Regions from separate parts of the Mus musculus genome. Here region 1 is linked to region 2. A link is a contact called in public promoter capture Hi-C data. All regions are on one chromosome and are shown on one strand. Each heading gives the region's core, a stretch centred on a gene start, on an enhancer-like site or on the middle of the called end of the contact. The rest is flanking DNA. Distances are from core to core; before and after follow the strand shown.

Region 1 (5,776 bases), core at 3,187-5,686, 290 kb after region 2:
GAGAGACAGGAAGGCCGAGGCAGGAGAAATGTCTATCTATAAATAGAAGCACTACAGGGAAAGTATTTATAAACAAAACTCAAATTCCACTACAACGTGCAAACAGTACATCATTGTGGATATTAGCAGGTTAACTGATCCCACTAGCCAGTGAGGCAAGAGAAAGTTATTAATGCATGACAAATTTTAGTAGACAAAATTCTGTTAAGAGTTGCTAAAGTGGGGCTGGAGAGATGGCTCAGCAGTTAAGAGCACTCACTGCTCTTCCGAAGGTCCTGAGTTCAGATCCTACCAACCACATGGTGGCTCACAACCATCCGTAATGGGATCCAATGCCCTCTTCAGGAGTGTCTGAAGACAGCTACAGTGTACTTACATATAATAAATCTTTGGACAGGAGCAAGCAGGTCAGGAGATAGAAGAAAAAGTGTTTGAAGACAGCTACAGTGTGCATACATATAAATCAATCAATCAATCTTTAAAAAAAAAAAAAGGAGTTGCTAAAGAGAAAATGCTACAACACTTAACTTTTTTTTCCCTAGACTCCGAGGAGATGGCCCAGCGGTTGAGATCACTGCTTCCCCTGAGGACCCAGGTTCAATTCCCAGCACTCCACAGTGGCTCACAGCTGTTTATGGCTACAGTTGCAAAGGGTCTGTCTGACACTTTCTCCCACCCTCCAAGGATAGCAGGCATGAGGGATGGTGCCCGTGCAGGCAAAACACCCAAACACATCAAAAACTAAACCCACTCTGGACAGGTACAGTCGTACATTTGTTTATTTCTCACACTGTGGAGACAAAGGAAGGGGCATCTGTCAGTTTGAGGCCAGCCCTGTCTACAGCAAGTTCCAGACCACTGAAAGCCACCCAATGAGACCAAAAATAAATGAATAATTCTCTGGAGTATATATCTAAACTTAAACTGACAAAATAATCCCTCTGTCATATATGATCTTTGAAAATATAGAAATGTGTGGTTTCAAAGCCATTAAAATGGTTGTTTGAGACCAGAGAAAAATCATCACAATAACAAAGTTCAAGCTAAAAATTCTGCACATGTTGTGTGTAACAAACTTAAATGACATTTCTAAAAAGCATATTGGATACATACCAAAGTAATTATGGTTTGTCTATATATGTCTTATCCTGAAAATGCAAGTTTGATTACTAAGGCAATCAGGAGAATTTGAATACTAAATTAATTGAGAGTAAAATAATGGGGGTGGGGTTTGAGGATGTAGTTGCACTAGTAGAGTGCATCCTAGTGTGCACGAGGTCCCGGGTTCCATCGGTATCACCCCATAAACCTGGGATGGTTGGTTGTGCCAAGCATGTAATCCCAGCATTTGGGTAGAGGTAGGAAGTCCAAACTTTCAAGGTCATTCCTGGTCTAATGAGAGTTCTAAACCAACCTGGATTACAAGACCCTATGTCAAGGAAGGGGGGAGAGAGAGAGACAGAAAAGAGGGAGAGGAAGAGAGAGACGGAGAGGGAGAAAGAGATGGAGACGGAGAGGAAGAGAGAGACGGAGAGGGAGATGGAGAGGTGATCATTGTACAGCGAGAATATTGATAAATACTTATTTGTTAAGAGATACTGAATACTTATGAAGTAAATAATCACTTTAACATAAAACACTGGAGTTTGGAGTTTGGGGACAGAGATGGAGAATACATGACACAGGGTAGACCACATTTTGAAAACTGTTGAACCAAAATCCAAAATGTTGGGTACGCGGAGACTCAACAGTCTCCCCTGTCCACTTTTTAATACGCTGAGAACTGTAGAAAGACACTGAAACTTTCACAACAAAAAGCCAGCACTTACTGAAGAAATTCTCAGAACAGGTAATAATAGAAAAAAAGAATCAGAAAGTGTGCTGATAACCCTGTCGGCGCTCAGTAGTGTTAAGAGTGTTCCTTCCTTTTCTGCCTCAAACCACTTCCCTTCCTTCTTACTCCTATTTCTTCAGTTGCAGGCAACTTAGATGGCTTCTTCTAAGCCCAACTTCCTGTAACTCAGAAAGGCTTTCAAGCTGTTGCATCAAAACATTAAATATTTAAATAAAGGGGCACACGGAAGCATTCCTTCAAATATTTAACACTAAATGAGTTCTTGTTCCAAACAATTAGCAATTTAAAAAAAAATATTACCCCATCCATTTAAAACACTCCTACTTTGTATGTTTTGATACACACATCCCCGAAGGTGTATCCTGGACGTGAGTGACTGTAGTTTTTTGTTTTTTGTTTTTCTCGTAAATAAATGGATGATTCAAAACCGTTTGATGATCACGTTGTTTCCAAAACAGAGCAACACTCACAGTTTTTAAGACTCAACGAAGTATAGAAAATACTCTCCACAGAAAGCTGCGTGGGCCTGGCAGCACAGACCTGTAATCTCAGCTCTTGCCAGTGAGCGACAGGAGGAACCAAGCTGAGAGCTAACTGCAGGAATTCAAGGCCAGCCTGCGCAAGTCGGTGAAACTCTGGCTCCAGTAGCGGAGCACCTGCCTAGCATGCAAGAGGTCCTCAGCCCAATCTTTCGTACCACCACCACCAACCACAAGGACAAAAGCTCGGAAACACGATAGCCTAGAACCAACCATTCATTACTTCTGCAACACTCAGATGTGAGCCCTGGAAGAGGAAAGGGCAGAGGGATTAGAAATTATATAAACTGGGGGCGTGGAGCCGGGGATAAGGTTGGAGAGCTTGTTTGGAGGGAGTTTGGCCTATGTGAGCAAGACACTGGTTCCTCAGACCCCTGGATGAAGACGCAGGCCTGCACAGGTTATGTGTTTGGAAATCATCTCGGTAGTTATGACAGGTGAACCCCAGCAAGTGATCCTTGTCTTGGAGAAATTTGGAAGACAGCAAAATAAAAGGACTTGAGCCAACCCTTGGAAACGCTTATGAAGAAGAAGAAGAAGAAGAAGAAGAAGAAGAAGAAGAAGAAGAAGAAGAAGAAGAAGAAGAAGAAGACCAAGTAGGACCAGAAGCAGCTGCCTGAGAAGTTAAGCCACATTATTTCATGCAATTTGAGACAGTGGGTCGGTTGCAAGAAGGGGGGGGGGTGTCGTAGTACAGGCCACCACGCATACTAGGAAGAAGGCTGAGAGGCCACTATACCTTTAGTTATCTATCTGGCCAGGTGGAGAGACAAGGAGTGAAGGGTCACAGCGATCCAGGAGTTGGCGCACCCGAGACACAGGAGACTGGGCAGCACCGCTAGGATTCTGGGGCGATCGCAACATTCGAGGTACCAGAGTAGCAAGGAGAAAAAGGTGTGCCTGCAACTTCTACAAACTCTGGTTGGTGCAAACGTACTTTAATTAGGATTCTGGTGGGAGGTGAGAAGGGTAGAGAGGCAGCCTTGTCCGCCTTTCCAATAGCGCTTTGGCTACAGATTTTTCAACCTGGGGGTCTAACTTCACAGGAGTCGAATATGACCATTGGAAAACACAGATACTTGCATTACATTTCATAACAGTAGCAAAATTACAGTTACGGAGTAGTAACGAAAATAATTTTATGGTTGAGGGTCACAAACCTGAGGAACTGTATTAAAGGGTCGCAGCATTAGGAAGGCTGAGAACCACTGGTCTAGAGATTAGGAGGGATAGAGGGAGAAGGGGTTTGCAGCCGAGTGAGCCATATCCACCCGGTTCCCGCCTCCCCTAGGAAGCTGCCCCGCGGCGCCGGACTAGGCAATTAGAGAACCTTCCCCATTCCCGCTGCACTCACCGCTGGGACTGTGCATAGTGGCACCGGCCGAGCAGATTAAGCTTGCAAAGGTGCAGGCTGTCGCAGGGTCTCTGGCAGTACTTGCGACGGCAGACGCGGGCTCGAGTAGTAGCCACCACCGACCGAGTGATCCCGGCCTGGTCTCCAGTCTCCAATAGCACAAAGCGATCGGGCCCTGCTGCCTTCAGCAGCTCGTAGAGTTGCGCTTCGGGGAGGCTGATCTCACCCAGCAGTTCCTCCAGGGTCATGCGGCCCCCGTGAGCGCACAGGATCTTGGTGATGAAACAGAATACCTCGGGATCCGTCATGGCGCGCTATGGCTGCCGCTGCTCCGGCCGCTGCGCGGGACTCGGCTTCACGGAGAATCGAAACTTACGCGCGGTCCCAGGGGCGGACGCGGGCGGTGCCGCTCGCAGAGCAGAGCGGTTTCGCTTTCCAACTCCGGCGGTGGTGTCGCGAGGCCCGACCTCGACGACGAGGTCCTGGGGTCAGATTTAAAGTCAGCCGCGCGGGAGAGCGAATGGGAAGCGAGCGACGTTAGGCGGGCAGGTCCGCCGCGGCGCGGTACCCTCGGTTCCAGGCTAGACGTGAGGTCCCCCGAGCTCGGGACTGCAAGGCTGCTACCAGGAAGAGAGGAAGTAAGGACGTTCGTGAGGCTCGGGTGGAGTTTTGATGAGCCTGAGGAGAGTGACGCATCCTGGGGGGCCCACTAGAGGCGTCCTCAAATCAGCCCCACCCAGCCCCGGAAAGAGCAGACCTGGTGAGCGCTTCCTGTAAGCGGGACTCTCCGCCGAGTGTCGTCAATGCTCGCCACCACCTTAGGACATGGATATTATCCGAACTCCGCACTTGGGGAAATAACTTGAAGGAACAGGTGGAGCTCGGATGACCGAGGTTCTCGAGAGTTTGTTTCCGGGCCTGATTCCGCGGCACCAGATCTAGGATTACGCACTTTCTACCCAGTGCCGAGCCCCTCTTAGAGGGCGGTGATTGTTACTCTCCCTGGTTTCTTACGTAGCCTTCTCCAGAGCTATTTGAAGACCCACTCTTTGATCCTTTCTGGCCTTGCTAACTTAAAATCTCCAATTTTGGTGCCTCAAACCAACTGCTTAGAATGTCTTCAGATTTCCCCCACCCCTCCCCCCTTGGCATGAAGATGATTTTTAAGGTAAACCCTTACCTTACCGTAGAGTTACTGTAGAGACAGAAGGAAATAATAACTAGATTTCCCTTTGAGGAAAGCAAAGGCTGATGAAATTAAAGAGCCATCCGTGTCCCCAGGGAGCTTTCCGGAAGATTCTGCTGCTCCAAACATTAGCATTAAAAAAAAACTCCGATTGTCCTTCCAGACTCCGTAGTGAAACACACTCACCACACACAAACCTTATACGCTCTTCGGCCTCCTCCCCTTGTTAAATTGTGACTTTAAAACTTCTTTTGCACAATTGTGTTTAGTTTGTCTCATCTGTATTCTCAGCTAATTTGCAGGCCAGTAAACACTAGACCCAAATTAGAAAAAGAAAGGGGCTTTCCTTTCAGCACTCAGAAATGAAATGAATGGAGCGCTCACCGATCAGATGGGAACCCTTTCTTTAAAATCTGCAGGCACGGTGCAGGAGAAGTGTGCACTGCGATGCTTTCAAACTTCACAAGAGGGAGGTGCGAGTGACCCCACCCACTCAGACAAACACACGCTAAAATAATATTAAAAGCTTGGCGTGGTGAAGGCATGCCGGTAATATCAGCACTTGTGAGACTGGGGCAAAGGGATTATTGGCCAGGAAGATAATTGAGCAGGTAAAGGCACCAGTTGCTAAAACACAGGACACTAATTTGACCCCCAGAATTTCCCCACATGCTGGGAGAGTTTACTCTAGCAAGTTGCCCTCTGACCTCCACAACACTCTTTCTCTTCCTTCCTCCCTCCCTCCTCCTCCCCCCTCTCTCTCTGATAAATGTAATTTAAAATTTAAAAACAAATTCATAAGAAATAAAGTCTTTCAAATTCTTCAGAAACCCGAATGAGAA
Region 2 (5,970 bases), core at 321-2,820:
GGCTCTTTAGTACACTATAGATCTAGCCAATCAGATAAACTACAAATGCTAACAGGTTAAGTACCTACCAGGCATAAATCAAGCCCTTTAGATGTACTGATCTCATTTAATTCCAACAAAGACTCTCTTCAATACAAATATTCCAGTTAAAGAGACAAACTTACAGAGAATTTATTATAATCTCAGAAAGAAACAAGTTACCAATGAACCTCAAAAAAAAAAAAAAGAAGAAGAAGAAGAAGAATATGGTAGCAACTGATATGTATCATGTTTATGACTAGACTGGTCCATCTATTAAGCAATCTCGGGGCTCTGGCTGTCATACCCATTCTACAGGTGACAAAATAGGCACAGAGATGTTCATTTATTCAAAATCACAAAGCCAATGAATGGGAAAACCAAGATTCAGACACAGGTAGTCGATTTCCAGAACAGCCGAATTCTTAACCACCATGTCCCCACTATGGAGAGTGGCTCAGTGACAGAACACTTGCTACTGTGCACATGACCCTGGCCTCAGTCCCCTTACTGAGCAAGGAAACTGAAAATACCTTAAAGTTGCTCTGCTATGATGAAGGCTAGGCATTTTATGATCCAAGTCACAGGAAAATGCCTAACACAGTGAATGAATGTGTTAAGGAACATTACACTATGTAATAATGATTAAACCGTTCATCAGTTTCTGGTTCAAACAGCAAGAGAAACGTAAGGGCCATGGCTGCCAAACCTGCTGCTGTCTGCGACATTTTATATTTTGTAGATTTTAAATTATACGTATACAATTTTATGACAAGCAATTGAATTGTTTTATTTTGTTTTTGTGGTGCTGGGGATAGAACCCAGTGCCTCCTGTGAGTAAGCTCTAAACCTTACCAGTTCCCCCTTTCTTTTGAGCATCCTGCCTCTCTCTCTGACCCTGATGGTCTTTTTCTTTCCTTTCAGAATTGTGATCAAGTGGCAAAATTGCACAAAGGATGGGAACTCTGGGCTGCTTGGCTGCTTTTGTTTCGTTCCTCTTTTTTAAATTGTTTTCCTATTACTTGAGAGGCTGGGGAGATGGTTCAGTGGTTAAGAGCACTGGCTGCTGGCTTGTGAAGTTAACAGGAAACAATGTAACAGGTTTCATGTGGCATCTTCACACGAATGTGTCACTAGACTTTGCCCTACTTCATTCCACTTCACCTGTGTCTTCCCCAGTGCACACCAGCTCCCACTCTGCCTGGTTCCCTCTCTTCTCAAATCATCCTCACTTGGATTCCATTACCATCCATCCTGCTCAGGTTTTTGTTTTGGGGGTTGTTTTGTTTTGTTTTGTTTTGTTTGGTGTTTATTTGTGTCATCTTGACACAAACTGAAGTCATTTGAGAAGAGAGAACATCAGCTGAGACAATGCCACCAGATTGTCCAGTTGGCATTTTCCTGATTAATGGCTGATATCTGAGAATCCAGCCCACGGTGGGCACGCCAGCTGGGGCAGGTAGTCCTGATGGTGTAAGAAGTGTGACTGAGCAAGCCATGAAGAACAAGCCAATACAGATTCATTCTTCCATTGCTTCTGCTTCAGTCTCTGCCTCCAGGTTCTGGAGAGCCTCCAGGATTGGAGAGCCACTGCCAGGTTCTTTCAATGGCACACTGTGATGTGAAAGAGGAAGCCAAATTAACCCTTTCCTCTCTAAGTTGCTTTTGGTCATGGTGTTTTATCATAGCGATAGAAAGCAACCTAAGACACTCTCCTCCCCACAACCTCCTTAAGCTCTCTTTTGTTCTTTTCATGATTCCCCTTCTAGTCCTGTCCCCCCAACCTCACTCCCCCACACACACACACACTCACACACTTTAAGTCTAGGCTTTGCAGAAGAGAAAGTGAGCAGCATTGGTCTGTCTGCAGCAGGCTGGTTTAGCCTGACACAGTAACTTCCAGTTTCATCTGTCTTCCTGCGAATGTCATGATTTCATTTAAAGCCGAATAAAAATACCACCGTGTAATGTGCGCCTTGCTGAGCCTGGAGAGCAGAACTGGACAGATGGGGTTCACTGACAGTTGGGTGTGGGCTGTGCAGGAAGAGAAGGTAGGAACAATGGGATTCAAAGCAAAGGAAAATAACCAGACCCTGACATCTCCCCCTTGCCAGCTTCCTGGCCATGGCATCCTGACCAATGAGAAAGCCTTCCTCTATGCAAAGGCAACACATGGAGCTGGAGAGAAGAAGCACGTGCTGCTCTCGCAGTGCTCACTCCCAGCACCTACGTCTGGCTTCCAACCACGTGCAACTCCAGTTCCAGGAGACCCGATGCCTCCGCCTTGCTAGGGCACTTGCACTCACATAGGCACATGCGTGTGCACACATGAACCTGAGTGCACACATGCACAGGCATGCAGAATCAAAAAAATAATAATAAAAATAAGACCTTTACAAAATATCAGCCACTCACGTTTGTCTTTTACGTTTGCCGTTTACAACTGGCTTGCAAGGATTTTACCTGTTTTGATAAAACTTAGAATGCAGCAGCTGGGACTGAGAGGTAGGGTCTGAAAACCCCTGGGCAATGCTTTCTGCTTTCTTGGGTGAGGAGAGGAGAGCTCAGGGATGACACGCATGAGGGAGGCGACTGAGAGGGTGGTGACTGGAGAGCCACTGCCAGGCCGTGCTCTCAGTTGCTGAAGCTGAAGCTGGCCACTCAGGCTGTGTTCCACACAGAGCTGAGAATGACATTCATCAAGACTACCGGAGGCATGGTTGATTGGGAACGCAACAGTGACACCTGGTGGCTTTATGAGCATGAACTTCTGTATCCATTCACAACTTGGGTTTTTGTTTTTTTGTTTTTTGTTTTCCCCTCAGAGATCTCATAGTGTAAAGGCTTTGGAAATGCCACATCTAGTTGACTGAAAGAAACAGCAAACAAATAAGTCAAAGGAAACACATCTCAAAACTCCACAGGAACCTGAGTCTGTGAAGTGTTTGCCAGGCACCTACGAGAATCCAGGTTTTGATCCCAGAACTCATGTAAAAATGTGTGGTGGTGTTGGTGTGTGCTTTTAGTCTGAAGCAGGAAGAGACAGGAGGGTCCCTGGGGCTCACTTAGCAAGTCATAGATTTCAGTGAGAAATCTTGACTCAAAACACAAGGTAGGCTGCTCCTAAAGATATACCCAAGTTTGACCTTTGGCCTGCAAACAAGCTAAAATCATACATTACAGTGTAATATGTTACCCACTGCAAGAAAATACCAAAGTAGGACGCTTGATCAAAATATTAAGTAACTTATTTAATGTGTGTGTGTGTATACTTTCTAAGCAATCAACTTGTATGTGTGTGTGATGCGTGTATGTGTGTGTGAAACAGAGAGACAGAGACAGAAAGACAGACAGGCAGACAGACAGAGACAGAGAAGAAGAGAGAGAGCACGAATATCTTCAGGGACTATCTACCATCTTGTTTTTCCTTTTTTGAGGCAGGACCTCTCACTGGCCAAGCCCATGATCCACCTGGCCCCATCTCCTGATAGTTGGGATTCCAAGCACATACCACCATGTCTAAGATTTTGTTTTGTTTTATTCTTTGAGACTGAATCTTGCTATGTAGACCAGACCACCCTCAAATTTATATAATTCTCCTGCTTCTGTCTCTGAGTGTTGGGATTAAAGGTATGCACCACCATGCCCAGTCCATATCTGGCTTTTGACATGAAAGTTCTGCAGACCAAACTCAGGTCCTCAGGCTTTTAGTACCAAGCACTTTGTCAGCTGAGCTACCTCTCCAGGCTGCAAGGGCATTTTAAAAGCTCGTTATTGCCAGCAATGGGATAGCTGCTGGAGAGGGAAGTGAGCAGGAAACTATATAGGAAGTAGAGTCCAAGTGCGGCAGAATTTATCTTCTAGACACAGTTCTGCCTGTCATGCAACCCTCTGAGTTTATCCCATCTCATCCCCAGTTTGTTGTTTCTTCTTTATTCAGAGATCTCAACAACACATCATCTATAACCGGAAGGAATTCTTACCGGATCAATTCCAAATGGGTAGGGATTCCCAGAATACACTCCTGGGATGGCTGGGTCCAGCTGCAAATATGGACTGTTTTCCACGATGTGAGTACTAAGGAGACAAAGCAGAGAGACAAACATGATATAAAAACAGTCAGGTACCCATTAAAAAATGGGGCTCAGAGCTAAACAAAGAATTCTCACCTGAGGAATACCGAATGGCTGAGAAGCACCTGAAAAAATGTTCAGCATCCTTAATCATCAGGGAAATGCAAATCAAAACAACCCTGAGATTCCATCTCACACCAGTCAGAATGGCTAAGATCAAAAATTTAGGTGACAGCAGATTCTGGCGAGGATGTGGAGAAAGAGGAACATTCCTCCATTGTTGGTGGGATTGCAAACTTGTACAACCACTCTGGAAATCAGTCTGGCGGTTCCTCAGAAAATTGGACATAGTACTACTGGAGGATCCCGCAATACCTCTCCTGGGCATATATCCAGAAGATGTCCCAACTGGTAAGAAGGACACATGCTCCACTATGTTCATAGCAATCTTATTTATAATAGCCAGAAGCTGGAAAGAACCCAGATGCCCCTCAACAGAGGAATGGATACAAAAAATGTGGTACATATACACAATGGAGTACTACTCAGCTATTAACAAAACACCCATGGAAGAAGTTACAGAGACAAAGTTTGGAGCAGAGACAAAAGGATGGACCATCTAGAGACTGCCTTATCCAGGGATCCATCCCGTAATCAGCCTCCAAACGCTGAAACCATTGCATACACTAGCAAGATGTTGCTGAAAGGACCCTGATATAACTGTCTCTTGTGAGGCTATGCCGGGGCCTAGCAAACATTGGATGGATCACAGGGCCCCCAATGGAAGAGCTAGAGAAAGTACCCAAGGAGCTAAAGAGATCTGCAACCCTATAGGTGGAACAACAATATGAACTAACCAGTACCCTGGAGCTCTTGACTCTAGCTGCATATGTATCAAAAGATGGTCTAGTCGGCCATCAGTGGAGAGAGTGGCCCATTGGTCATGCAAACTTTATGTGCCTCAGTACAGGGGAACGCCAGGGCCAAAAAGTGGGAGTAGGTGGGTAGGGGAGTGGGGGGGAGGGTATGGGGGACTTATGGGATAGCATTGGAAATGTAAATGAGGAAAATACCTAATAAAAATATTAAAAGAAAAAAAAAACAGTCAGGTACAGAAACACTATACTGACATCAGCCATGAGCTTGGATGCCAACTAAAGCCCAGAGGCTGGCAAGGTGGCAATTTTACTCACTCAATGGCTCCATATTTGGTCACAGAATAGCTACTATGTATCAGGTACTACCCTGAGCCCTAAGCTTCTGAAATTACTGTCTGGACCACAAACAGGTTTACAGCCCATGTCTCCAAGAGTCATAGCCCTGCCTGGAATGCAGTCAGGAAAACAAGAAACTGTAACATGTCTGATGAAGTGGGGCTGGGTGGAGGGGTGCAGTCAGTAAAGGGCGGAGGCAGGAGGTCTCCCAGGGGATATCTAGGCCAGTCCTTAAGGACAGATGGAATATTTACACATAGACCTTGATCTCTGTAAAACTCAAGTCCCCCTAAAGGGGGGGGGGGGAAGAAACTATAATCGTTGGTCAGGCTCCTCAATGAACATGGAAAATGTGTCTGCCTCCTCCAACTCCTGTCCCACAGTGCCTAGGTTACAAATTTGTACTGCCATGCCCCACTTTTGAAGTGGATGCTGGAGATCTGAAGTTGAGTCCCCATGTTGATATAGTAAGTACTTTCTTTACCATGTAATGAAGGTCCCCAGCCCCACCCACCCACCCGCCCCCTTTTTTCATGAGCCTCTATAGAAAATCCAGGGAATATGTATTTGAAATAAAGAAAAGAAGATTGACCACTGTAACAGAGCACCCAGGAAACTCTCTCCATGCTGCATCACTGTGCAGTGGTCCCAGGCTTAGGGCATCT

Evidence for each region. Promoter capture Hi-C pulls out the DNA fragments that hold promoters and counts their contacts.
Region 1: a promoter capture Hi-C map of hippocampal neurons shows a contact between it and region 2, with 2.7 times the contacts expected there. The contact joins the promoter of Zc3hav1 here to the enhancer-like site in region 2. A contact is called at or near these places in 3 of 39 promoter capture datasets (the 3T3-L1 cell line, hippocampal neurons and pre-B cells) and 3 of 115 datasets of contacts at active chromatin or transcription factors (extraembryonic endoderm stem cells, microglia and pancreatic cancer cells).

The regions. Positions count from the first base shown.
Region 1 is chr6:38,350,167-38,355,942 of GRCm38.p6, forward strand. It overlaps Zc3hav1 (zinc finger CCCH type, antiviral 1), which reads right to left and starts at 4,437. Exons shown (of 13, transcript NM_001347122.1): 1 at 3,749-4,437. The coding sequence starts at 4,056.
Region 2 is chr6:38,063,736-38,069,705 of GRCm38.p6, forward strand. It overlaps Atp6v0a4 (ATPase, H+ transporting, lysosomal V0 subunit A4), which reads right to left. Exons shown (of 21, transcript NM_080467.3): 14 at 4,002-4,095. Among named protein-coding and RNA genes, the nearest start is that of Svopl, 20 kb to the left of the region's middle. Within about 2 kb of position 1,571, at least 77 of the 459 cell types and tissues checked have an H3K27ac peak or open chromatin away from gene starts, as enhancers often do. A contact at or near this core is called in hippocampal neurons, microglia and pre-B cells, where this site is marked.